3 separate regions of the Mus musculus genome follow, and regions 2 and 3 are each linked to region 1. A link is a contact called in public Hi-C and promoter capture Hi-C data. All regions are on one chromosome and are shown on one strand. The core of a region is the stretch at or near the end of the contact, and the rest is flanking DNA. Distances in the headings are between cores, read along the strand shown. Region 1 holds the start of Unc5c (unc-5 netrin receptor C). Region 2 has its middle 210 kb from the start of Gm32754. Region 3 holds the start of 4930590L14Rik (a long non-coding RNA gene).

Region 1 (5,148 bases), core at 834-3,333:
TGCTCCCTTCTTTCAATATTAATCCACTTACAGTCCCCTGTTTGATTATCTTCATCGATCCTTCTCCTACCCAGTCTTTTTAATTTGGCTGTTGTAAGCTCTCCACAGGGATCCTGCCTCCTTTTTGCATCTTTGGGGACTTTTAACTTTTCCTTTTCCCAAACCCTTCCCCTCACCCCCCAGTGGCTTAGTCCTTTGTGCACAGAAAAATGACACCGAATTCCAGCAGGACTCATACAGCTGATTCCAGAACCCTTAGGCTTCCTAAGATCGTTGTCCACGTTGGCTTCCTAAGATCCTCCTGGAAGCATTTCTGGCTAGAGTCCTGAAAACTTCTCACCACTTTCAAGAACTCTAGGCTTTCTAGCACGGATTCCCTTGAACATGGTCAGAGGTGCTCTGGATGTGTGCATAAGCAAACCAGAGCTGACCCACAAGGGTAGGAAGCGTCTGTCCAGAAAGGAAGGCAGGATTTATGAGCATGGCCACTTAGCAGTGTAGCAGGAGCAATTTACTCCCTAAGTAGCTATCTCAGATTCACACTGCCTTGCTCATCGCATACCTCCTCATGAGGACCAGGCTTGCCTGGCCTCTGGGCTTTCTTTCAGCACCCACCTCCCTGCATCAGTGCCTGTAGATTTTAGGAAATGCAGGCTGCAGTTGGAATAAACCAGTCTGTGAGCATCATGGAAGGAGGGTTGCTGCTCCTCCCCCCAAACTCTCCAAATTCACAAAGAAGTGTGTGTGTGTGTGTGTGTGTGTGTGTGTGTGTGTAGAAAAGGGAAGGTCTCTGAGCTGGTTCTGAATTGTTGCCTCTCTCTCCAGGCAAAGCTGTGTTGCCTTCTGGCTATAGACAATAAATAAATAAATAAATAAATAAATAAATAAATAAATAAATCTTTAAAATGGCAAAGAAGGATCTGGGTGGGAACTGGTTTGAATAAGTCTGGGAGCTGCACCTCCCTCTAAAACTCAATGAACAAGAAAGAAGCCTCCAAGATGAACCTCAGTCTAGGTGTCTTCCCTCTACCCGTACAAGACATTCCCAACTCTGGACCACTGTCCTCCTACTCCGGCTTTGCTCAGAGTGCCACACACTTCGAGGCTTACACGCATTAAAATGTCAGTTATAAACTGGTTAGCAGCGTCCTTTCCCCCAGAGAGTTGCAGATTTGGTTCGAACAGCTAGAGTCACCCACTAGAGCTGTGGTTTTGAAGTTTTTCAAGGATCGCCTGTCCGGAGCGGGACACGAAGAGGTTGTGAGTGGAGAAGCAGGCACACCCGGAGCCTGTCCTTTCTGGGCGAATTGAGCATCTCCATAGCGCCCCATCAGCAGTCTAGGGGCACCAGCGCCTATGGGTCCTTGGCGGTAATGGACATATTTCCTTAGCGGAGGTGGAAGAAAACCCTGCAAGCGCAGCCATCGCGCACAGCGAGAAGCCTCGGCACACTACACATATTGGGGCACATACCACAACGCCACTATCAGTGCCTCTGGAAACCCCCGGCTACACAATATTCAAAACCGTGCGTCTGTGGGTCTGAAAGTGCAAAAGACACTCCAGGATCCCACAGGCACCGAGACAGCAGCTACACTTAACACACCCCGGGTCCATCCTTACCCAGATCCAGAGCTAAGACTGAAAATCTGGTTTCTTAACTAGTTGGGAAAGTGGGATTTAAAGTGGTTTCCATTGGGGGCAACTAGGCAGGTGAGGAATCAAGGAGCGCCGGGGACAAATAGAGGTAGAAGAGAGGGAAGACAGAAGCAAAGGGAGGTGACTGCCGCGCCCTGAAGACCCTCTTACCTTGAGCGGCGGAGCCGGTGCCACTGGCGCTTAGCAGGGCCAGGGCAGGTAACACAAGCATCTGCAGCAAGTATCCTAGTCCCAGTCCGCAGCGGGCCGCTGTCGCCCTCAGACCTTTCCTCATCGTCGGCAGAGGTGTACGGGGAAGGGAAACGCCACCAGGAGACGCGCAAACAGCCGAAAGCCCAGCCAGGCAGGAGGCTGGATCCGGCCACCGCCAGGCAGTCCTGAGAAATAACAGCAGCCTGAGCGCCACACTCCACTTTCTCCAAGGGCAGGGGCCAAAGGGGGTGGAGAGGAGCCTCCGAGGAGGAGTTTGAAGGTCCCTCGTCCACTGCGCCTAGCCACTGACGTCTCCCGGCTGCTAATGCTCTGCCCCCACTCGGGAAGTGCTGGGAGGTGTAGCGCGGCCACCACCACAGCTCCCGCAGCTCCGCCGCCAGCCGAGCGGGCGCTGCTCTCGGGTCCCCGCGCCCGCTCGGATCGCACAGGCGCCGGGGATGGGGAGGTGGCAAGAGCGGGAGGAGTGGCGAGCCAGCGAGGCGCTCCCCGCTCTGATCCTTGCGCTTCTGTGCCGGAGAGACTCCCGGGCTGCCGCCCGCCCGCCGACGGTCCAGCGACTGTCGCCTCCAGGAGTGGGGCGAGCGGGGGTCCTGGGTGGCGCTCGCAGAGGAGGCGTGGAGGGCGCGGCCCCACTCCGCGCGGGGGGAAGCGGCGGCGGGAGCGCGCTCGCCCGCCTTATGTAAGCGAGGATGGAGCGAAATCCACGCCTCGCGCGGAAGGTGGAGTCCACTGGGTTCACTTGCTCACTTGCTCACTCGCTCCGGCGCTGACAAGGGACACCTGGGGGCAGAGGCAACTGCGGCCAGGGGCAGCACAGTCTCCCCGCCTGGCGCCAGACTCCTGCTCCGCAAGCGCTGCGGGCACGCCTCAGGCCACTTGGCGGTGTCCAGCGGAGCTCAGCCCACCGCCTGGCAGTGTCCCTGAGCCGGCCAAGCCTAAGCCAGATGCCCCAGGACTGCTCTCGCTCTAGGATTTAGGGAGTTGCGCTTGATTGAGCCGGAGGCGGGCTGGAACTTGTTCGCATAGATGGGAAAGAAGGCAAGAAGCATTTGTAGTGGCTCAGCCCACTATCTTTGGGTTGTCAGCGCCAGTCAGGCTGTTTTATGCTCTGCGAGCCGGTGACCTATTTGTGGTGGAACAAAAACTGGAAATCAATGGAAACTCCCTCGGTACTGATTTTTTTTTTTTTTTTTTTTTGCTTGTTCATCTTGGTGGCTGCTGAGATTGAACATTTAAAGAGTGCCGCGGCAAAACCAAGAGAACCCCCCCCCCCCCAAAAAAAAAAAAAAAAGAACAAAATTTGCAGATGCTCAACTTGATGTTGGAACCTATAACTTAGTCTCCAAATTCTTAAGAGCGAGGAGAGAGGACTAAATCTGCTTCAGTACAGAAAGACATTTTGGGGAGTAGTTAGGTTGTGAATTCGTGATAAAAGGATGAAGGAGGAGTGTGAGGAGGAGTGGGTAAAACAAGCCCAGCCTAGACAAAAGGAAGGCGAATGTCTGAACACACCAGCTAAGCTCCACAAGATAGTGTGAAAAATCCCCGATGTTTGTGCATTTAAAATGAATAATTTTATCACGTAAAGGTTCAGTTTCAAGTGCAAAAGGAGCCATATGTAAATACACAGAAGAGTTTAGAAAGTGTGGGGCGGGTGGAGAAAATGGCTGATTTCAAGTCTAATTTGAGCTGTGGTCAGAACTGTCCGGGTGAGCAGGTCAGGTAACTTTTGCATGTCATGATTCTTTTTTTTTTTTTTTACCTCTCTTCGAAATATTCTAATTCTAATGCCTTGTGATTCTGCCTGCCAAGCACCATTGAAACCTCTACCCGTTATGTATGCCTTGGATGGATTTCATAGACTTGGGAAGGTCACTCTTGGGAGAGACATTGACAGAATTAGCTTCTTTTTATTTCCATGGAGACTTTGCCTGCCACTTTAAAATCGCTTAATTTTCTTCAACCTCCCCACATGGGCACATCAGGAAATGTGGGTAGTCAGGTGCTGATGCCAGATGGGCGGATCAATCCACAGTGATTTACTAGCTGGATGGCATGGCTCAAAAGGCCAGGTGTCTCCACTTCCTGATCTGTAAAGTGGGTTTATTAGAAGCAATGAGATATAAGGTTTCCTGAGGTTAGAAAGTATTAACTATAGGTAAAATGCCCGGCATTGTCATTGATGACTGTTGTTCTGATCTAGAAGACACTCAGCCTTTTTTGCTACCTCAGTTCAACAGTACCTTCCTCAGTTAAGTTCAAGAATTTGTTTATATCTATGTTCTCAAAATTGTAGTCATTAACTCTTACACACATCCAAGTGTGACTTCTGTGAAATGGCAATTTCTAACGTTTATGTTACTTGTCCTCAGAATGTAAATGGTTTTATGAAGACAATGGCTACCATGGGGGGATGGTGCTAATAACCTGTCAATATCATGAAGAGACTATGGTTAAATCTAGTGGTTTTCTCTATAATTTTCCCAAAAGAAGAATAAGAGCTTGAAGTCTGTCAGAGAAATCTCTGTGCAGAGTTAGTGTTATGTAAACAAGACTGCAAAGTTGTGAAGTGTTAGGTGTGGTGGGCTATGCTTGTCACCCCAGAACTCAGGAGGCAGAAGCAGGAGAATCACTGTAAGTTTAAAGCCAGCTTGGGGACTCCAAAATGGTCAGGGCTATGAAGAGAGAACCTGTCTCAAACAACAACAACCATAAAGTTGTAGAATTGGGCAGTTATTAGTTATACCCGTCTTTTGGCTGTTTTTCCTAATTAGGATTTAACTCATTTAAAGCAGACACCCTGCCTTGCAGATCTTTCCAACCCACACTGTTAACACAAAACCTTATCCGTGCTTGGTATTCAGTCAGGATTGGTTGGCTGGTTGACAAAAAGGTTCACCTGGGAGGAATCTTCAACGTCTAGGACAGATGAGGAAGGTTAAAATGATCACATCGTCTTGCTTGGATCTTTGAAGCCCTCAGCAGTCGATACCGCATGAAATTAGTGCCTTAAAAGCACCAGTCAGCGATAAGGCAAAGGAAAGTAGTTCAATGCTGAGATTCAGCCTAAAGAGGGCAGGAGCATGGTTTGAGAAAGATGTGTGGCTATGAAGAGGAAAGAAGAGAGTATAGGGGCAGGGGCCCTAAAAGCACCTGTGAGCAGCGCAGCTCCAGCAATGCCTCTGGCAGCTACACACTGCCTTTGTATCAGCATTGTGTCTAGTGTCACTGACTGTCACAGTTTCATCTCCATGAAAACAATAACGCAGTGTTTTT
Region 2 (5,148 bases), core at 1,633-4,132, 760 kb after region 1:
TTGATTTCTTAGACTTATCACATAAAGAACAGTGGCTGAGCATTATATGAACACCTACATGTGCCAGGTACTATTCACCATGAAGTGTTTTATACATGATATTTTCAAAGAGAGGTTGTGAATATAACATTATATTAACCACAAGGTAACAAATAATTTAAATATTTTCCTAAGGCTGCACAGCTATTTGTAAGTGACGTCAATATGTATTCTATAGTGTTCCCAATGAGTATGTAAATTCTGAAACAATTTGAAATCACAACAGGCTAATGGATAAGGCTGCGTGTCTATCTCCAAGTGGATCACACCAGGGGATACATTAATATCCATCTTGTGTGGCTTTGGATGCTGGAGGTTTATGATACATGGAACTTCCAGTATTGATGGCAAATCATGTGAAACTAGACTGATCTGCCTCCTTCTATATTCTTTCCAAATGTAAACGTATCCAGACATTTAAAGCTAGGAAGGTAAACTCATTATAATATACATCCTGTAGGCATGGCTTTCACTGTAGTTGAGCAGCTGAGAAAAGTAGATGTGTAGCAACTCACATAGCACAAGCCTGCATACACATGATCAAGCTGAATCCACATGAAACATGCAAGAGATAGCTAGCTGTGCAGAGGAGAAACTATTCAGGAGAAAGTTTAAACTTCACAACAAACAAACAAACATACATAACACTAACCATTATTGGAGATTTTCATGGCATTCTTTGGGGCAAAATTGTATCACTGGCTCATGAAGATTAACCTGCAATCACTTACTTTGTAAAGTTTTGTACAGAGTAAAATATATAGATATAATTTCATTCTTCTCTAGGTGGTGAGGCTGTACTAATTTACATTATTTTGTTAAATAGGTTAATATAGTGTCCTTAAGGCACACTAGCTTAGTTGATTTTGATTACAATAGATGAGTCTTTCCTTCCTAAGAACATGACATTGATTCTTCAAATATCCACAATTATTAGATGCCCCTATTTTAATATGGTTGACTTATTGGAAATAGGTGAGTGGATCAGTGGATTGACTAAACCTTTCCCACTTCCTACTCAACTAGGAACTGGGAAATTTGTTTCTTAATGTTACTATAGGATCTACTCTCAAGTGTGAGGACTGTTCCAGGGTGTGGATTGACTTGAGTCTCCCAGGCATTTTTCTATGAACTCCCCTTGTAAACTTTGCCTTCATTCAGCCTGATGATGTGTATGCATGCTTTTGCTTTGTGTTCCTACCTATCCAATTTTCTCAGCTGCTCAACTAAAGTGAAAGCAATGCCTAGAAGATGTATACTGTAATGAGTCTGCCTCATTAAGTTTAGATTTCTGGATAAGTCTACTTTTGGAAAGAATATAGAAGGAGGCAGATCAGTCTAGTTTCATATGATTTGCCATCAATAGTGGAAACTCCCGTGTAACATAAACATCAAGCAGCCAAAACAAGAGAAGATGGATATTAATGTATCTGCTTGAGCTAGAGGCACTGGATTATCCATTAGCCTGTTGTGACTTGAAATTGTTTCAGACTATATCACTTGTAATATGAATTAATTAGGTATCCTGGTATCAATCATTTAGGGCACTGAGTGTCAATAAAAATTTTAAAATACCACTCTTGTCCTATGTGAAATTATTTAACAAAACATCAACGGGATATAGCTGAAAAGAAGAAAAGTAAAATGCATGTTGTCGTAGAGTAAATGGCATAGGTTTATGTTTTCAAAAGATAACTCTTCATGAGGCGAAACAATTCCACCAAGTAAATATGTATGCACTTGGTACTCCATATCTGGAGAAAATAGGCCCATACCTCTTCCTTAGTATACAATCTGGTTTGTGTCTGTGAATGAACCTGTGAGCCTGCAAACTTGGAGTCACGTTCCATTTTATACACGGGAATACTGCAGAATTATAGTTGTGACTTCTAAAACCGATAAGCATTTTTTTCTATACAGAATTTTGTAAATTTAAAATATTTAGCTGAATTGGGAGTTTCTTTGATGTTATTGTTGTGCCATTGTGTAGTCTGTATCATCTACTTAGTGAAGTAGAATACATTGGAAGTGGTTGAGTTTGTATTTTTTTTCCTTTTGAGAAGTTACAGAGCAATCCTATAACACACTTTATGGGAGGTTTTGAGAGAGCAAAATTGAATACCAGGAATAATTTGGTTACTTTGCTTCATACTTATACCGTGAGGAGTCTTCAAATTATTAAAAAACAAAATAAAACAAAACAAAAAACCCAACAAAACTAAGATTTTAGATTCTATTCGTGTATAATACACTGTGATTCTTTTTATGTACAAATTGAAAAAAGACTAGTTAAAACAAAAATCTTTTTTTCCCCTCTTTTCGTTAAATTTGCATGTTACAGCACAACTTCAGATTGTGGCTTACTCTGGTTAATCAGCTCTACCTTAGTTCCTTAGAACCGTATTTTAAATAAAGTGTTTTACTCATTGTTGCTGTCCAGTGCAGGAAAAAGCCAGATCAGTGTCATTTGTATGATCAACACTGCTACTGCCCAACTCTAGTCCCCCGTACTGTTGGATCTGCCTATTCCTCCACTAGTCATTGTTGGCTAGTAACAGCCCCATAGCTGTCCCTTTCCTCTCTGTATTGTACCAGATGATGTGAACTGATAAGCAGAGACATGCCTTCTTCCCCAGAGGCACCCTGTAACAAGGAGGTCCTGCCAGGAGGAGAGCAAGGCTGAGCCCCTGTTTCAGGGACCACATGACTGGTAGCTTGCATAGCTGAGGATTCTCTGAATTACAAAAGTGAAAGCAAACCTCTGCACCCATGCACCTCCTAATTTATCCCTGGTTTCTGTCACTTGCTCTTGTGAACAACACTCTTTAGTACTACACTCCCAGGAACACATTGCTCAGGCTCTGTTTACAATGAATCTGTCTGAAGCAAGGCAGTCTGAAGGCAAAATCCGTGTCAGTTGGCACTGAAATTACTTTCTTATTTATTTTCAAAATAGTCTTGGTATATATCATCCAGGCTAGGCTCAAGTTCATGATCACTCAGCATCAGCTTCCTATGTAGCCAGGCGCAGAGATAACCACTACCTACTTTTTCTTAAATATAGGGTTTAAGATACTCAGATGAATTCACACAGGCATTTATTGTGATAAATTTTTAATGGGCTCAGATTATAGGTTTACTTTCTAGTTCTAGTCTACATTTAAAACCAATGTCTTGGCCAATGTAGTATAAGAATAAAATTTTCTGAGAAAATATTGTTTCAGAGAACATACAAGCTTCCCTTTAAAATAAAGTATATTCATTCTTCACCAGAGAGGATGGAGATCTTGTTTCCTGAGCCCGATCACCAACTCCCCATAGGACACTTGCTTTAGTAGATAGCATGAACAAGGAGTGTGGTGCAAACCCAAACTGTTTTAAGCATGCTGGTTTGTCTCAGTGTTTTTCTCTGCTTAAATAATATTGACGGTTGTTCTTCTCTAAGAGGAAATAAGTATGTGCTTGAGCCTCACAGACAACCATTCATCATTCACGCAAAAGACAGAATGTCTGTGCCAGCACACAGAATCCAACGGCAGCTACAGTAGCAGAAAATCAATCGACTGTATTAGAAAACACAGAGGCTAATCAGAGCCTGATCTGCAGGCATGATGCACTCTAAGAGAAGTATTGCTTTAGGACATAACTCAATTCTCTGAGCACCACAGACTGCAGCTTAATTCAAGCATTTAGGGGGGAAATGGGGATCTTTAAAATATACATTTTGCTCTTTATTGCCTCCCAGAGAAGCTTCAGTGCAGTACTGTAATGAATAATGATAACATACATTCTTAAAAACTGATGTTAGCTTGGTCATTATGCCCAAATGGAATGAGCGCCCCTGCTGTGTGAAGCAATGTGATGTCATTAGTAAGCAGTCTTTCTGCTAAAAGGGGGACGCATATTGTTACTTGTTAAACACACTGTTAATATCCGTGAAGGTAAATGACAATCAGTTCTGTACCTTCTTTGGCCACCATATTTAAGTCAAAAATCTGTTCTTCACCATCATTGGCAGTCAATTGAGCAAGAATATTTAGTTGCCCTGAACTCTAACTGAATACATAAGTAAGTCAAATTTTATTGTGTGAAGTATTTGAAGTAAGTTGGAATGACCATGTCTAATCCAAATGCATTTAGAGTAAGTTTCTCAAAATTGGGGTTATAGTAGCACTTATATCTTGCAATGGTCTAGTGTCTACTCCTGGCATCTTTGGGAGATTACAGGAGATTAAAGTTTAAAAACTTTCTCTAAAAATAGTACATATTCCAAAGTATTTTGACAATTTCAAAATTAACAATTTAGACAAAACTGTAGCAGCAATATAAGTATCCTATAAGAGCATAGCCAGTTTTTGTTCAATTTGTTAATGTTACTCTCACATTTAGGTCATCAGCAAAAAAAAAAAAAAAAAAAAAAAAAAGAAAAGAAAAGAAAAAATCTGTTTAAGAACAGACTAGTTGTTTTGAGAAATTTGTCATAACTCCACATGATTTCTAATTTCACATAACGAATTCATGTTTTGGTATTAAAGAAAAATGTGTGTTCTTAATGTTCCTCTGGTTTTATCTCAGTAAGGTTAATAACTTGAATTTAGATATTGCATAAACAATACACTTATTGTAATAGATGAGTTGTCAAGGTCAATTTGCTTCTCATAATCCCAGGAAAATGAAAGTAACATCATGAAAAATGAAGTCCTGCTTGGAAACAAAAGCTAATTAAGTTTTTTTTTTTAATGCCCCAGAGAGAGAAATGTACAGAGAGTAGTCACAGTTGGTTTAAGATTGGCAACTCTGCTGGATCTAACAGCACATTGAGCCAGTCCCACGCAGACACAACCTAGCATCTGGGATGATAATTATGAGACTTAGAATTCTTCTTGGAAATTTTCCATGTATTAGAGCGCTCGCAAGAAGCTTGCCTTCTGCAGTTACAATAGTTACACACCTCACTAAATGCTTTATCAATATTTATTTATCACCTTAGAGCTTTTAGAATAAAAAAAGAAGTACTGGGGCCCTAAAAGAATTATATGTTTAAACATATAAATATTTTGTTTTGCTTTGAAAGAACAAATGTTATGATTTATAGTGCAAACATATGTA
Region 3 (5,148 bases), core at 1,400-3,899, 510 kb after region 1:
ATTCCTAAACACATTTCATATAATTTTATGTAACATATATATAATCAAAATAATTCAGTTGAAAAGGCTCTCTGTTAAAAAGACAAACAATAAAACTAGGAAACAACAAGCCATACGTCGAAGTGTGCATATGTTACTCACGTAGGCCTCTCAGAGATGATACAGCATTGTGAAAACATCAGTATGATGAACCTGCTATGCCTTTTAGATGAGTTGAGATAAAGATCAATTGACAACTGCATAATTATGTTCTTAATAGCGTATCTTTTTTTGTGGAGCTTGTGAAATTTTTGATTCTGATACAAGGCTTGAATTTTGGATCGTCTTATTCTTCAAGGTTTCCCGAAGAATCCTTAATGGGATTATTCAGGTGTATTTAAAGTCAGAGGATAAAAAATGACCTAATTTCAAATCCCCGCTTTGCAACTTTAAGCCTCAAATTGCATGTTGTGCCCCAGAAACTCAAAACTCTGAGTTTGATGTTTTGCCATGTTGAATGCTTTGAACTAAGTAAAACCAAGGTCTCTCTGACCTCTGGCACCATTCTTTCCATTTTCCTCACACCCTTCCCCAGATGAACTGCTGGGAAGGATTTTCCTATGGCACTGCTCCTACCAGTACTTTTAGAAGATTAATTCATAGGAAGAATGAATACAGTGTTGGCAGCGCAAAAGTCAGAGGAGCTGTATCTGTGACTAGTGCATATCATAGAACCTAATCAGAACTCCCCAAAATCACTTACTCTGCTTATGAAGTTCAAAGTTAGCTACAGACCTACCTGAATCTCTTTGAATTCTTGATTTTTGGTTTCTTTCATATGTTTACATATTATTAAATTTGGATGCCTGTTTCCTGACAATCTCTCCACTGTCAGATTGCTTTATAAACTCAAATTAACAAATATTCAGGGTGCAGAAAAAGGAATTTAATTTTCCTCTAGATGGGCAAACCAACGGTAATAATTGTATCAATTAATAAGTTGGAGAAAAGTAAAGGGAAATTCAAATTATGAAAATTATTAACTACAAGAGTGCTTGTTGACTATCAGGTTGTGCCCTTTAACTTCAGTGCATTGTGCTCTCTGAATTGCAGTGCTTCCTCCTGATCTACACTTGGGATGAAGCCCATGCATGCTGTCAATTATAGCAAAAGAAAGAATAGCATGCATGGATATCGTTCAAGATACTTACTTTGGTTTAGGTTTTGTTTGTGCAAGAATTGAAGTAGAACAGAAGTAAATTGAAGCCAAAGATTTATTCAAGACATTACTTGGTTTTCTGAGGGGAGAATGAGGAAATTTCTGCAGACACAGTATGTTGTAGAAATACACTTGGAGTCTTATGCCAAGAGGAATTGTTATGGGAAGAAAGCCGAAAATGTTGGCCTGGGTTCTACAGTGAAGATTCATTTGCTTTATTTATGTACAGAACTTGATGAGCATTTATTTCCAAGAGCAAGCATTCTCACAGTCATGTATTTTTTTTTTCAATAGCATAAATGAAAAACTTGGCCATGTTCAAGTGACAACTGACAGTTTGCAGGATTGAATATTTGCATATGTAAGAATTATTTTCAACTTTCTTTGCAAAACATTAGAACCCCCTTGCAGTTTTACTGGAAAAACAAAAGCTTTACAGGTACATGAAAATACTGTACTTTCTAATACCATCCTGTGACTTTAATGATCAAAACTTTACAATATTTACATCAGTGATAGTGGAATAAAAACCACAATAGTACTTCGTTCCTGTAAGAATCATGAAGAAATAAGAGCACTGGGAAAAGAAAAAATCAAAAGCCCTGGAAGAACATTAGCAATGGAGGATGTATATTTGGATATCACTGCAGAGACAGATGGCCACTGTGCAAGGCATCTCTGAAGGCTTTGGAATGCTTTGCCTACCCTGTGCACCAGGCTACATCACCTGGAGTCCTGTGACTTTAGAGAAGAATGTGCTTCATATAATCTTCAGCAGGAGGCAGAGGAGTAATTATCAGGATAGAGGAGATCATATAAAATAGAGAGGGGATGAGGCTGTAAGAACAAGAGAAAGAAGTGTTTGAGTATTGAAAAGGACAACAGAGAAAGTATTATGAAAAGAGACTTCGGCTACTAGTTGGCCATGGAATTTTGCGTATATTATCACATCATTGTCTTATCTATGTTTCCCAAAATGAGGCACTCACTAGCTGCCTCCCAGTGGTTTGCAATAAAGGAGACAGTTGGTATTATGCTGCCTATCTAACAGGTGCCCAAACTATAACAGCTTTATCATAGACATATTCCAAAGTACAATATTCTTTCTACACTTCAAAACAAGAAATTTAGAATTAAAAAAAAACTTGTCTCATTAGTTAATACTTATAATTATTTATAATCCATGCTTTTAAAAATTTTTTGTGGCTTTGACAGTTAAAAAATGTTCATGATTTTGAATTCTTAGTTTTGGCAAAATTTAAGCACAGTCCTTGGACAAAATTTCTTAAGTATAGAATGTCTCTTTTACAAACATGTAGTTATTGGCATAAAATAGGTTTACCCCTTCAGGTTGTGGCTGTATCTCTACATACCATGATCTGTACATAGCTGTCACCATTTTCTACTTATGCAATCCTGAAATAATGATGAGGGGAATATTCTCCTCCTCAGGCAGTCCACATTTAGATATCATAATTGGAGAGTTCTGTTGCTATGGTGAGTATCACTCTGGTAGCACTTTTATTTTATAAGATCACATAGCCTCTCATCAGTATCATGAAAATTTGTCAGAACCAGCCAGCACATTGGTGATCAAGCATTGAAAAAAACACCCATTATAAATGTCTGTCTGCTGCCCTGTCAGTCTCTGAATTCAGCACAGTTTCTCCAAAAGGAAAGAGCAGGTTTCAATACTGGTGCTCCTCCTGTAAAAAGCCTTGGGTATTTGGTTTTCTTGACTTCCTTCTGTGCTTTGGATGTTTTTTTGAGCAAATCTTGAAGAGCTCAAAGAGGAACACTTTTGAAGCCAGCTTAGTTTTAATAGTTTTGTTTCTTCAAGTGGCTAAGCCATTCCAATCTGCTCTTATAAGTTCCTTGGCAAGGCTTTAGTTTACTGTGTGACTCTTGGACACCAATGATGCCTACAAACAGGGCTTTGCTGCTGGTGTGGGTTGTTTCACCTGGCAGTCTTGTCCATGAAACGAAGAAGAGATGCTACAGTGTGTGAGTTGCCTGCTCAGCCTGTACTTATCTGGACATAGTTTTAGAAAAGACAGTTACTCATATCCAGACTGTGTGAGATGAAGTGGGCTGTGTTTACGAGTGCATAGGAAATCAGGAAGTGCAATCTTAATTACCTTCAGATTCCTATCCAGTTTCATCTTAGGCTGGAAGAAATGCTCTGCTATGCTTGTCTGTTTATTAGGATATTCATGCTGAGGCATACACACACACACACACACACACACACACACACACACACATATATATATATATATATATATATATGGCATATTTGTGTATGTGTACATATGTATGTATATATTGAAGATCAAAAAAGAACTCTCCTGGCAATTGCCAAGCAGAATATCTGAGGATCTTGAAAGGTTATACAATAAAAGCTGGGAAGGTGTTCTAATTGGTGCCATGATGACTCATGAAATCCTTTTCTTTCTTGTTGCAGCTAATGCTGGTTTTATGTAAGAACCTCAACTGGAACTAACTAGTACATCTTTAGGGTAATGTTAGTGCCTAGGCAATAGTAATTTTCAATTAGAATTGCACAGTGTAGCAATGAATTGGAAGTCGGATATAAGGATGTTATAGTACGCACTTTGGGGTTTTGCAAATCAGCCCACATCCCACATATTTATCAAAATCAACAAGTTTCTGGTTTGTTGTCAGCTTCCTGCCACGAAGCTTATCTGTTCTTCGTTCTTCTCTGTGGAGAAGAGACAAAATTCTCTCCCAGCCTGAGGTTTGGCTCTCCTCAGGCTGTAGTTAGGTCTGCATGGCTAAAGATAAGAGAAGAAAGCACTTCAAACAGCTAGGAATTAATCAGCCGGTCTGGCTCCAAGCTCAGTGTTATAACTGAGCAATTCCATCTCAGAAGCTGCACTTACATTAGCTGAAATTAAACAAGACAGCCTCATTTAATTCTTGTGTGTAAAAGACTCTTGAAGCACAATTGAAACCAGTTTCTTTGTGATGTCATGGAGCAAAGGGGCTAATTGAGCTCAGTGGCAAAGGAAGGGCCTCTGGGTTCCTATCAAGGAGCAATGAGGCTGGCCTTTGAAGCCAGCCGCTAGCTCTTACTTATAACTTCAGAATTTTGCAGTTTTTATCTTCCATTATCATTTAACCAGAATGTTCTACCCTTCCTTTTATACTAGGTGATTGGCAACAGAGGAGGCTCTTCTGGGCACTGTGTGTGTGTGTGTGTGTGTGTGTGTGTGTGTGTGTGTGTGTATGTGTATGTGTTTGTGTGAGTGATAGCTTAGTTTTCCTCTGAACCCATTGTAACTGTGCCCTGGAAAGATATTTCTTCAAGGAAGCAAAAGGACTTATTACTATGTGGTGAAAATAATGAAAGAAAACTGACCTTTGTTAATTGATAGATTTTACTGAAGGCACAGATATTAGATAAACACACACTCACAAAACAAATATTCACTAGATGTTTGAAATCAGATATTTAATTTTTGTATACAAAACTGTGTGCATTTATTTTCTTCATGTATTTCTATTGACATTGGTTATTTTAATAACTTTTATATATATTAAATTTCAAGGGGATACTTTTGTAAACTAGAATTATTAGCTGTGTCCCAAAGTTCATAAACTATGCCCTGACTCAGTTTTAATCATAAAGTTTATCTATTTTCTAATTAACTGTTTAGCTATTCAGAGCAATCAGTCTATATCAATGATTAGGCTTGAGTAAAACTGGGCATGTGCTTAAACCTGAGACTATAAGCTGATCCTCAGCTGTTGATCATCTTGTTTTTCATCAGAGAACTGGTCATTACCAGAGTCAAAGGTGTGGAAAGCCTTCCATTTGAGGCTGTTAGTACAGCAAATAAAACATTTATCTGTGTTATTGACACATGCCTAATGCAGTTATTAATTAGAGTGCCCCTTTATTAAGCTTCAATCATATAGAGAAACAA

What was found. Promoter capture Hi-C pulls out the DNA fragments that hold promoters and counts their contacts. A called contact is a pair of places that touch in the nucleus more often than the background predicts.
Region 2: a Hi-C map of cerebellum shows a contact between it and region 1, with 2.6 times the contacts expected there. The contact joins the enhancer-like site here to the promoter of Unc5c in region 1. A contact is called at or near these places in 5 of 39 promoter capture datasets (3T3-L1-derived adipocytes, the HPC-7 cell line, cranial neural crest and 2 more), 4 of 484 Hi-C or Micro-C datasets (cerebellar granule neurons, cerebellum and cerebral cortex) and 3 of 115 datasets of contacts at active chromatin or transcription factors (astrocytes, embryonic forebrain and embryonic hindbrain).
Region 3: a contact with region 1 is called in a promoter capture Hi-C map of hippocampal neurons, with 4 times the contacts expected there. The contact joins the promoter of 4930590L14Rik here to the promoter of Unc5c in region 1. A contact is called at or near these places in 4 of 39 promoter capture datasets (embryonic stem cells, frontonasal cranial neural crest, hippocampal neurons and 1 more), 3 of 484 Hi-C or Micro-C datasets (cerebellar granule neurons, cerebral cortex and forebrain) and 2 of 115 datasets of contacts at active chromatin or transcription factors (astrocytes and embryonic forebrain).

The regions. Positions count from the first base shown.
Region 1 is chr3:141,462,499-141,467,646 of GRCm38.p6, reverse strand. Unc5c (unc-5 netrin receptor C) reads right to left here and starts at 2,083. Exons shown (of 16, transcript NM_009472.4): 1 at 1,810-2,083. The coding sequence starts at 1,933.
Region 2 is chr3:140,705,420-140,710,567 of GRCm38.p6, reverse strand. No RefSeq gene overlaps it. Among named protein-coding and RNA genes, the nearest start is that of Gm32754, 210 kb to the left of the region's middle. Within about 2 kb of position 2,882, at least 4 of the 459 cell types and tissues checked have an H3K27ac peak or open chromatin away from gene starts, as enhancers often do. A contact at or near this core is called in cerebellar granule neurons and cerebellum, where this site is marked.
Region 3 is chr3:140,949,336-140,954,483 of GRCm38.p6, reverse strand. It overlaps 4930590L14Rik (a long non-coding RNA gene), which reads right to left and starts at 2,649. Exons shown (of 2, transcript XR_376129.1): 1 at 2,572-2,649; 2 at 1,808-2,035. All of the region lies in intron 1 of Gm32875 (predicted gene, 32875), which reads left to right.